3 separate regions of the Sus scrofa genome follow, and all the other regions are linked to region 1. Evidence: chromatin contacts called from public targeted proximity ligation data. All regions are on one chromosome and are shown on one strand. The core of a region is the stretch at or near the end of the contact, and the rest is flanking DNA. Distances in the headings are between cores, read along the strand shown. Region 1 holds the start of VAMP1 (vesicle-associated membrane protein 1). Region 2 has its middle 12 kb from the start of PLEKHG6. Region 3 holds the start of TNFRSF1A (TNF receptor superfamily member 1A).

What was found.
Region 2: a targeted proximity ligation map of alveolar macrophages shows a contact between it and region 1. A contact is called at or near these places in 5 of 47 Hi-C or Micro-C datasets (embryonic fibroblasts, epiblast stem cells, omental adipose tissue and 2 more) and 1 of 2 datasets of targeted methods (alveolar macrophages).
Region 3: a contact with region 1 is called in a targeted proximity ligation map of alveolar macrophages. A contact is called at or near these places in 3 of 5 promoter capture datasets (fetal liver, fetal skeletal muscle and liver), 20 of 47 Hi-C or Micro-C datasets (alveolar macrophages, brain, embryonic fibroblasts and 11 more) and 2 of 2 datasets of targeted methods (alveolar macrophages and skeletal muscle).

The regions. Positions count from the first base shown.
Region 1 is chr5:64,180,196-64,182,793 of Sscrofa11.1, forward strand. It overlaps VAMP1 (vesicle-associated membrane protein 1), which reads left to right and starts at 1,301. Exons shown (of 6, transcript XM_005653160.3): 1 at 1,301-1,403; 2 at 1,537-1,786. The coding sequence starts at 1,785.
Region 2 is chr5:64,360,957-64,363,554 of Sscrofa11.1, forward strand. No RefSeq gene overlaps it. Among named protein-coding and RNA genes, the nearest start is that of PLEKHG6, 12 kb to the left of the region's middle.
Region 3 is chr5:64,318,031-64,320,628 of Sscrofa11.1, forward strand. TNFRSF1A (TNF receptor superfamily member 1A) reads left to right here and starts at 1,319. Exons shown (of 10, transcript NM_213969.1): 1 at 1,319-1,357. The coding sequence starts at 1,319.

The sequences.
Region 1 (2,598 bases), core at 51-2,550:
CCACAGCAACTAGGGATCTGAACCACGTCTGCAACCTACACCACAGCTCACAGCAACGCCAGATCATTAACCCACTGAGCAAGGGCAGGGACCGAACCCGCAACCTCATGGTTCCTAGTCGGATTCGTTAACCACTGCGCCACGACGGGAGCTCCAGGTTGTGACATTTTGATAAATCATCCTAGTGGTTTCTTAGAGGATGGATATGAATGAGGGCAAGATGAAACAAAATGATATGATATTTCATTAATTTTAAGAGGCACTTTTCTTTTTTCACTTTAACATCTAAATTGGGATGTCTGACTATATTAGCCAGAATGGTCATACTGTATTTGTCATACTGGCTCATAAGAATCAAAATTTGCCAAATGGATGTCTTGAAAGAAAAATTCCAGACAGAAAAGGAACATTTCTTTAAGAAATGCTGCATCACCCAAAGCCCTTGATGGCATGCACAGAGGACTATATTGTGTGGAAATCATGCACATCTAAGACTGAGTAAAAAGAAAAAAAAAATCGTAAGAGTCGGTGTCTGAAAAAGTTTTATGAACACTAGGCTACTTTTCTATTTTCCTTTGCATGTATGCATGAGAGTGATGTATGGTAAAAATCTGCATCTATAGAAACCTCCACTTTCCATACATATAAAATAAAAATTCGAAGTGATAAAAAAGCATTATGTTGGTGTGCAGTACGTGGAAGAATGATTTTACAACTGATGGACGCCAAACAAGGGATAATAAGCTGCAGCAGGACAGTGAGAGGAGGGGAGAGAATTATTGAAATACTAAGAAGAAAAAAATCCGCTCAGCTTGGTGATTTATAGGAGGGCAGAAAAAGATGAATGGGAGGAAAATCTAGCATGGTTTCCAGGTTTCTGGTTTGGGCAACTGAGTCCAAGTGGTAAGCTACCGAGAGGGATAGGACAAGCAAGTTTGGGGAGGGAAAGTTAAATTTAGGACAGACTGAGCGAGGGGCTTGATGGCTGTGTAGAACCGGTGAACCGAGCTCTCCAAAGTATTTACTTTGGTCGTAAGGATCCCCGCCGCCCAGCGGCCCGGGGAGCCTGCGGCTCTGCCTCGATGGATATAGCCTCCTCAGAGCTGTCTGTCAAAGACTGGGGGTGGAGGCCTGCCAGGTCCGAGCACCTGGGCGGTGCCCAGACAACCGAACCTCTGCTGCTCCCAGGGTTTGGGAGTCCCGGCTGCCACGCGCCAACCTGCTTGCCGCTGTAGGCGGAAACGGCGTGATTGGCTGGAGACGCGGGCCGTGGGCGGGCCCGGACCGAGGAACTGCTCAGCGATTGGCTTGGAGGCACCAAAAAAGCCCAACTCAAACTGCTGGAGCCGACCCTCCAGGAGGGGGGCCATAGTTCCACCCATCCCTGTCGCTTAGTCAGACAGGTAAGCAAACCACAGTTGTATTGGCCACATCCTCCCAGCATCGCTCATTTTCCGGGTCCGAATGATAAGAGAGCCGTGACTGGCGAATTTCCAGGGGCGGGCACTGTAGGCTTTATTCCCTGCTTCATTTCAGGACTGGCGTCTGTTCTTGGCGGGGATTGGTCCACAGGTTTATCAGCGTGATCCGGGGGCGTGACCAGCACTAATAAAGACTGGGGCCTGAGCGGCCGCTGCAGTGAGTTCCACCGCAGCTAGAGCTCCAGGTGGTCAGCAAGAGGAGGAGCGTGGCGTTGCCGTCGGTTTCACCGCAGAGTTCCCTGACCCGGTGTCACGCCGCAGCCTCCGGAGAGGAGACAGACCTCTCCTTCCTCTGTTTGAGACATGTGAGTTGACTCTGGTGTGGGGGGCGCGACACCTCCTTGCCAACTCTCACCCCCAGCGCAGAACTCTGCGGGACCGAAAATGGCGCATTGCAGCAGATGCAGCGACGCGGGGAACCACCGCCGCGCACCAGCCCTGGGCCGGGCCACCCTTGGGGAAGGGAGGCTGCACCTCATTCCTGCACCAGTTCCAGCCAGCATCCCACGGGCGGCGCAGGGGCGCGGGGGTCCCACTTTCGCTGCCCCTCTTCTCTCGCCTGTGGGGCTCCTCAGTCAGGTCTCTGTTGAAAGATGGTGCGCCAAGACACCGGGTAGGGGCCTACCCCAGGCCCTTTCTTGTTGTTGGTTGAAGCTGTACTTAGGGCCTCTAGAAAGACAGTCATGGCCATGGGTGCACCTGCCAGTTAGTAACTTGGCTTGTCCTGCAATCTCTGACTTGGGTACCCCCCAACTCTTCTTGGCTGTGAGCAAAGCTCCAGAAACTTACCTGCCAGTTCCCTGGCGCTAGGTGAGCAGCTCAAAAAGGCTCAAGGGGCAGGGGCATGTGATTCCAAGCAGCCACTCATCCCAAGGCCACCCGTGTAGGTGATGTTTTCCTGTTATTGAGTCTTAGCCAAGTATTTAGAAGAGAAACAGCTGAGGATCCCCTCAACCCCTTTCCTCAACACATTCAACTTAGTCTCTGATCATCTTCAACATCACTCCCATTCCAAAACCTTGAGGAAGAACTAGGGCTAGACGAATGAAGAACTTTCCATTCTTTCCTGGAGTCCTGGTCTGGTCCTAGATGTATTTTTGATGCTTCTCTTGGTGAC
Region 2 (2,598 bases), core at 30-2,529, 180 kb after region 1:
ATCAATATTAACATTTAAAATGCTTCACTTTTAAGTTTCTTATTTAAACAAAGTTTATAAAAAAACTTGCAAAATAACATGACTTCTTGTATGTCTTTTCCTCAAGTCACTAATTATTAACATTTGGCCCCATTTGCTCTCCTCCTACACTCTCTATATTATTAGAATTATAATTAGTATATAATTGATCAAAACAGGAATATATTTTGGGAGGTCCATTGTGGCTCAGCCGGTTAAGGATCTGTCATTCTCCCTGCTGTGGCTCAGGTCTCTTCTATGGCTTGGATTCAATCCCTGGCCCAGGAATTTTGGATGCCTGGGTGCAGCCAAAAAAAAGAAAGAAAGAAAAAAAAAAAGGATCGTTGTTAAAGGCTTTATTTACAGGAGAATACATCACAATGCTGTTAATCTAATAAAAACATGGTAGGTATACACAATAAGGAGTTCCCGTTGTGGCTCAGCAGAAACGAATCTGATTAGTATCCATGAGGACACAGGTTCAATCCCTAGCCTTGCTCAGTTGATTAAGGATCTGGCATTGCCGTGAGCTGTGGTGTAGGTTGGAGGCGCGGCTCAGATTTGGCATTGTTATTGCTGTGGTGTAGGCCAGTGGCTACAACTCTGATTTGACACTTTGCCTGGGAACCTCCACATGCCGTGAGTGAGGCCCTAAAAAGAACAACAAAAAAGAACACACAGTAAGCTGAGAAATAACTGATGATTGACAGGAAGCAGGAGACATTTAACCAAATTTAAAAAAAAAAGAGAGGGAGAGAATGACTTTCCCTTATCTAATAATTTGAGGGCAGAAGTTAATGAAAATTTTTTCCTCCAAGTCATTAAAAGTTAACAAGGGGGTTCCCATTGTGGCACAGCGGTTAACGAATCTGACTAGGAACCATGAGGTTGAGGGTTCGATCCCTGGCCTTGCTCAGTGGGTTAAGGATTCGGCATTGCCGTGAGCTGTGGTATAGATCACAGACGCAGCTCAGATCTGGCATTGCTGTGGCTGTGGTGTAGGCCGGTGGCTACGGCTCAGATTAGACCCCTAGCCTGGGAATCTCCATATGCCTCGGGAGCGGCCCTAGGAAAGATAAAAAAACAAAAAAAAAAAAAAAAAAAAGAAGTTGACAAAAATACACAACACTAAAGTGCCTCTGAGACGTGTTCCTTTTATTTAAAGACGTAGTGTTCAACTGTTGAAAGTAAATGTGAAACTTGTCACTTCCTCCTCTTGGAAGTCATACAAATATGTAAAGGAGAACAGACCCAGACAGGGCGGTTGAGGGTGACTCAAGCTTTCCTCCGTCTGAGAGCAGTGAGGGCCCGAGTGCATCTCAGAGCAGATCGGCACCGACTGCCCAGATGCTTTTTAAGAATCATGCATACTTTGAAGATAGACAGACACGGCATGGCTCTGGGCCATGAATTTGCCACCTGCATGATATAAAGTACCATGACCTTCAGAACTTTGCCTGCTTTGTGTTTACGGGATTCATTCTTTGGAATCAGGCATTCTTGGACAATTTGGGACACGTGGAAATAAATACCATTATCACTCTGCAGCCCCATCTATGATATATCTGAAATCTGGAACAACTCAACATGAGCTAAACTATCTTTTTTTTTTTTTTTTGTCTTTTTAGAGCCACACCCATGGCATATGGAGGTTCTCAGGCTAGGGGTTGAATCGGAGCTGCAGCTGCTGGCCTTCGCCTCAGCCACAGCAAAGCCAGATCCAAGCCACGTCTGTGACATACACCTCAGCTTGTGGCAATGCCAGATCTTTAACCCACTGAGGGAGGCCAAGGATCGAACCCTCATCCTCATGGATACTAGTCAGGGTCTTCACCTGCCCAGCCAACACGGGAACTCCAAAACTACCTTCTTTTTAATTTCACATTGTGCCCAGAAGGAAAATATACACGTGACAGAGAAGACATGAAGACTGGCCCACAGGCTTGCGGTGATTTGATTCAAAGAGGATTCATCCAGACTGATGTTTTGCTGTCATTTTTTTGGGAGACACAAAGCTTTGGCATTCCAAGCATTAATTACACTTAACTGTAATAATTAATGACTAATAATTAATACCAAGACCCGAGAAAGGTGAGGCCACCTGTGGCACGTGGCATGGTGTGGATGATTTTAAACACCTCCCCTCTCCACTCGACAAAATTATTTTTAGCAGGAATCATGAAATGAAATGACCACATTTCATGTTAGTCTGACTAAATAAAAATCTCATCTGTTATTTGCCCTCCTTTCACTGTTTACATTTTTAAACACAAATAAAACGTCCCAAGTATACAGAGGTAAAGAATTTTATTTCTTTCGTCTTTACCATCCAGCTACTATTTTGGCTTCCTTTGAATCTAAAGCCTGAAGGCAGGTTTATGTCCCACAGGGATAGAGGTTGACCCAGCGGGAAGGGGGCTGGGCTGATGGGGAAGGAGGGAGTCCTCGAACACTCACTCTGGAAAAGGGGCACTTGGAGCAGAGTTGACGGGTGTCAGGGGCCCACTGAATAAATAGTTTCCTGGATTAAATTCTATGTAGGGGAGTTCCCACTGTGGTGCTGTGGGTTAAGGATCTGGT
Region 3 (2,598 bases), core at 69-2,568, 140 kb after region 1:
TCACCTTCCCTGACAGTGACAGGCACTGTCACTGTCATTTAATAACTGAGGTCTCTGAGTTCCCTTCATGGCACAGTGGTTAACGAATCCGACTAGGAACCATGAGGTTTCGGGTTCGATCCCTGGCCTCGATCAGTAGAAATCAGTGGATTAAGGAGCCAGCGTTGCTGTGAGCTGTGGTGTAGGTCGCAGATGCACCTCGGATCCCGAGTTGCTGTGGCTCTGGCGTAGGTTGGTGGCTACAGCTCTCATTCGACCCCTAGCCTGGGAACCTCCATATGCCTTGGGTGAGGCCCTAGAAAGACAAAAAGAAAAAAAATAAAAATTAAAATTAAAAAAATTAAAAAGTAATAACTGAGGTTTCTGGGAAAGCAGAGCCAGGGTCAGCAGCTGGGGGCCCAGCCCCAGCAGAGCAGGGACTGGACTGAGAACTGTGGGTGGAGGAGGGGGTCAGGGCCCGGGTCAGGGCTAGAATTACTCTGAGGTTCTGGTTGGAGGGGAAAATTCCCAAGAAGGCGAGAGATTAGGGTGTCAGTAGAGAACTTTGGGGAAAAGGGGAGAGACTCGAAGGAGCACTTAGGACTGGTCCAGCATCAGATGCTTAATAAACCTGTCTGGTCTCAATAAACTCTTAAAACTCTTAAAAAACTCTTAAATAAAAAACTCTTAAATAAACTCTTAAAAAAGAGAGGGTCTCCCCGTTTTGCAAATTGGAACACTGGCTCTGAGAGTTAGAAATCACACAGCTAAAAAAACAAAAGCGTTCTGTGCTGAAACCCAGTAAATCTGACTCCAAAGCCCTGGGCTCTCCTCTAGCTGTGTCCCTGGGAAGGCCCGGCGATGGGGATGAGGAGGGAGGGGGCTGGCCCGCCTCTGTGTTTGGTTGGGAGCGGTCAGCACGTGGCAGCTGAGCCAGCACGGGCTCTCTGACTGGCCACAAAGGGTTAAGGAGCCTCAGCCCCCTCCTCCCGCCTCCTCCCGCCTCCACCCCCGGCTCTTCCTGTCCTGAAGTTACAACACCCCCTCTGCGCTCTCCCTTCCCCTCCCACCTCCTCTCTCCTCCTCTCGGCTTGACTTTTCTGAGTTCTCCGAACTCTGGCTCCAAAACTGGCCTTCCGGGTTTGAGGTTCCCCGGGACCAGGCCGTGATTCTCTGCCCCAGGCTCAACCCTCAGCTCCCTCGCCCAACCCTCCGGCTCCACTTGGGACCTCCGGACCCTGCTCCTCCTGGGACGGTATCGACTGTCGCCTCGGTCCGCCGTCACTGTCGCCACTGCCTGAGCCCTGATGGGGGAGTGAGAGGACACAGCTGGCCGGACATGGGCCTCCCCACCGTCCCTGGCCTGCTGCTGCCACTGGTGAGACTGGGACGGAGGGCCGAGGGGGCTGGCGGGTGAGGAGGCCGCCTGCGGCAGGAGAGAGCCAGGCCCCAGCCTCAGGCCTGCGCGGCCTGATCTCAAACACTGCCCCATTCATCCGCCGCGCCTGTCGGGGACCAGGGGAGACGTTTGAAAGGCAGGGAGGGAAAGGGAGCCCGGGCGGGCAGGGACAGCCAAAGACGACTGTAGGGGCTGGGGGTGCCCGGGGTGTGGGGGAGGGTGACCCTCCTGGTCGCGGGTGGGGCACTTTGTTAGGAAATGGGAAGGAGTGGGAGAAAGAGTCCTTTCCGAGTCCCAGTGGCTCAGGATCCTGTCCTTTGGGCCAGTGTGATGGGCCGGAGAGGTGAGGCCACCGAGGGGTGCCAGGACACTGCTGGACGGCAGGGGCCGGATCTAGTGAGGTGGGGAAACTGAGTCCGGGAGAGGCCAGGGCTGAGGGCTGGCTTGGGAGGCTGTGTGTTGGGAGCGTTTGGGAGGGAAGGGGGTACGGGGATCGGGGCCACGACCCAGTGGCCTCCCCAGGCCCAGGCCTCCCACCTGGGGGGCCTTCTTCACCTGGGGCTGTCGGCTGGGTCTGTCGGATTGACCCTCGTCTGTGGCCTCGGAGCCCTTGGGCCTGCCCCCGGCCCCCTCCCACAGACCCAAACAGCCCTTTGCTGGCTTTCTTCTTCTATGGCTCAGTTTGGGGAAGTTGGTAGACAGTTGTTTTCGTCACTGAAAAATGTCCCTTTTCTGTTGCCTGAGGCTTGTTTCAGTGTATTCCTGATCCCTCCACCCCCTGGAGTCACCCTGGGCCGAGACCCCAGCCCCTGGCCCCCACCTGGTTGGGTGGGTTAGGCTGGCCTCAAGCTTCAGGCTCCCTGCCCTTCCGGGGGGCTCCAGGGCCACGCCCCACCGCGATCCCCCCTCCTCTCCCTGACCTCTCTCCCCAAACCCCTGCCCCTCCCCAAGGGTCTTACACTGTCTTCCCATCATTCCCTCCCCTTCTGTCAAGTCTTCCGGAAGACTTCTCCGAGTGAGTCTCCTTTTGGAATCTTTTCTCTCCCGCTCTCCCTCTCCCTCTTCTAGTCCATGTTTCTAGATCCTAATTCCCCCGCGGCACCTCCCTCCCTCGTCTTCTCCCTCTTGAATCTCCCACATTCTGTCTCCCCAGGCCCATCTTTCCCTTCCCTCAAGGCTCCTCTCTGCCCTCATCCAGCGGCCCTGCCTTCTCCTCTTCA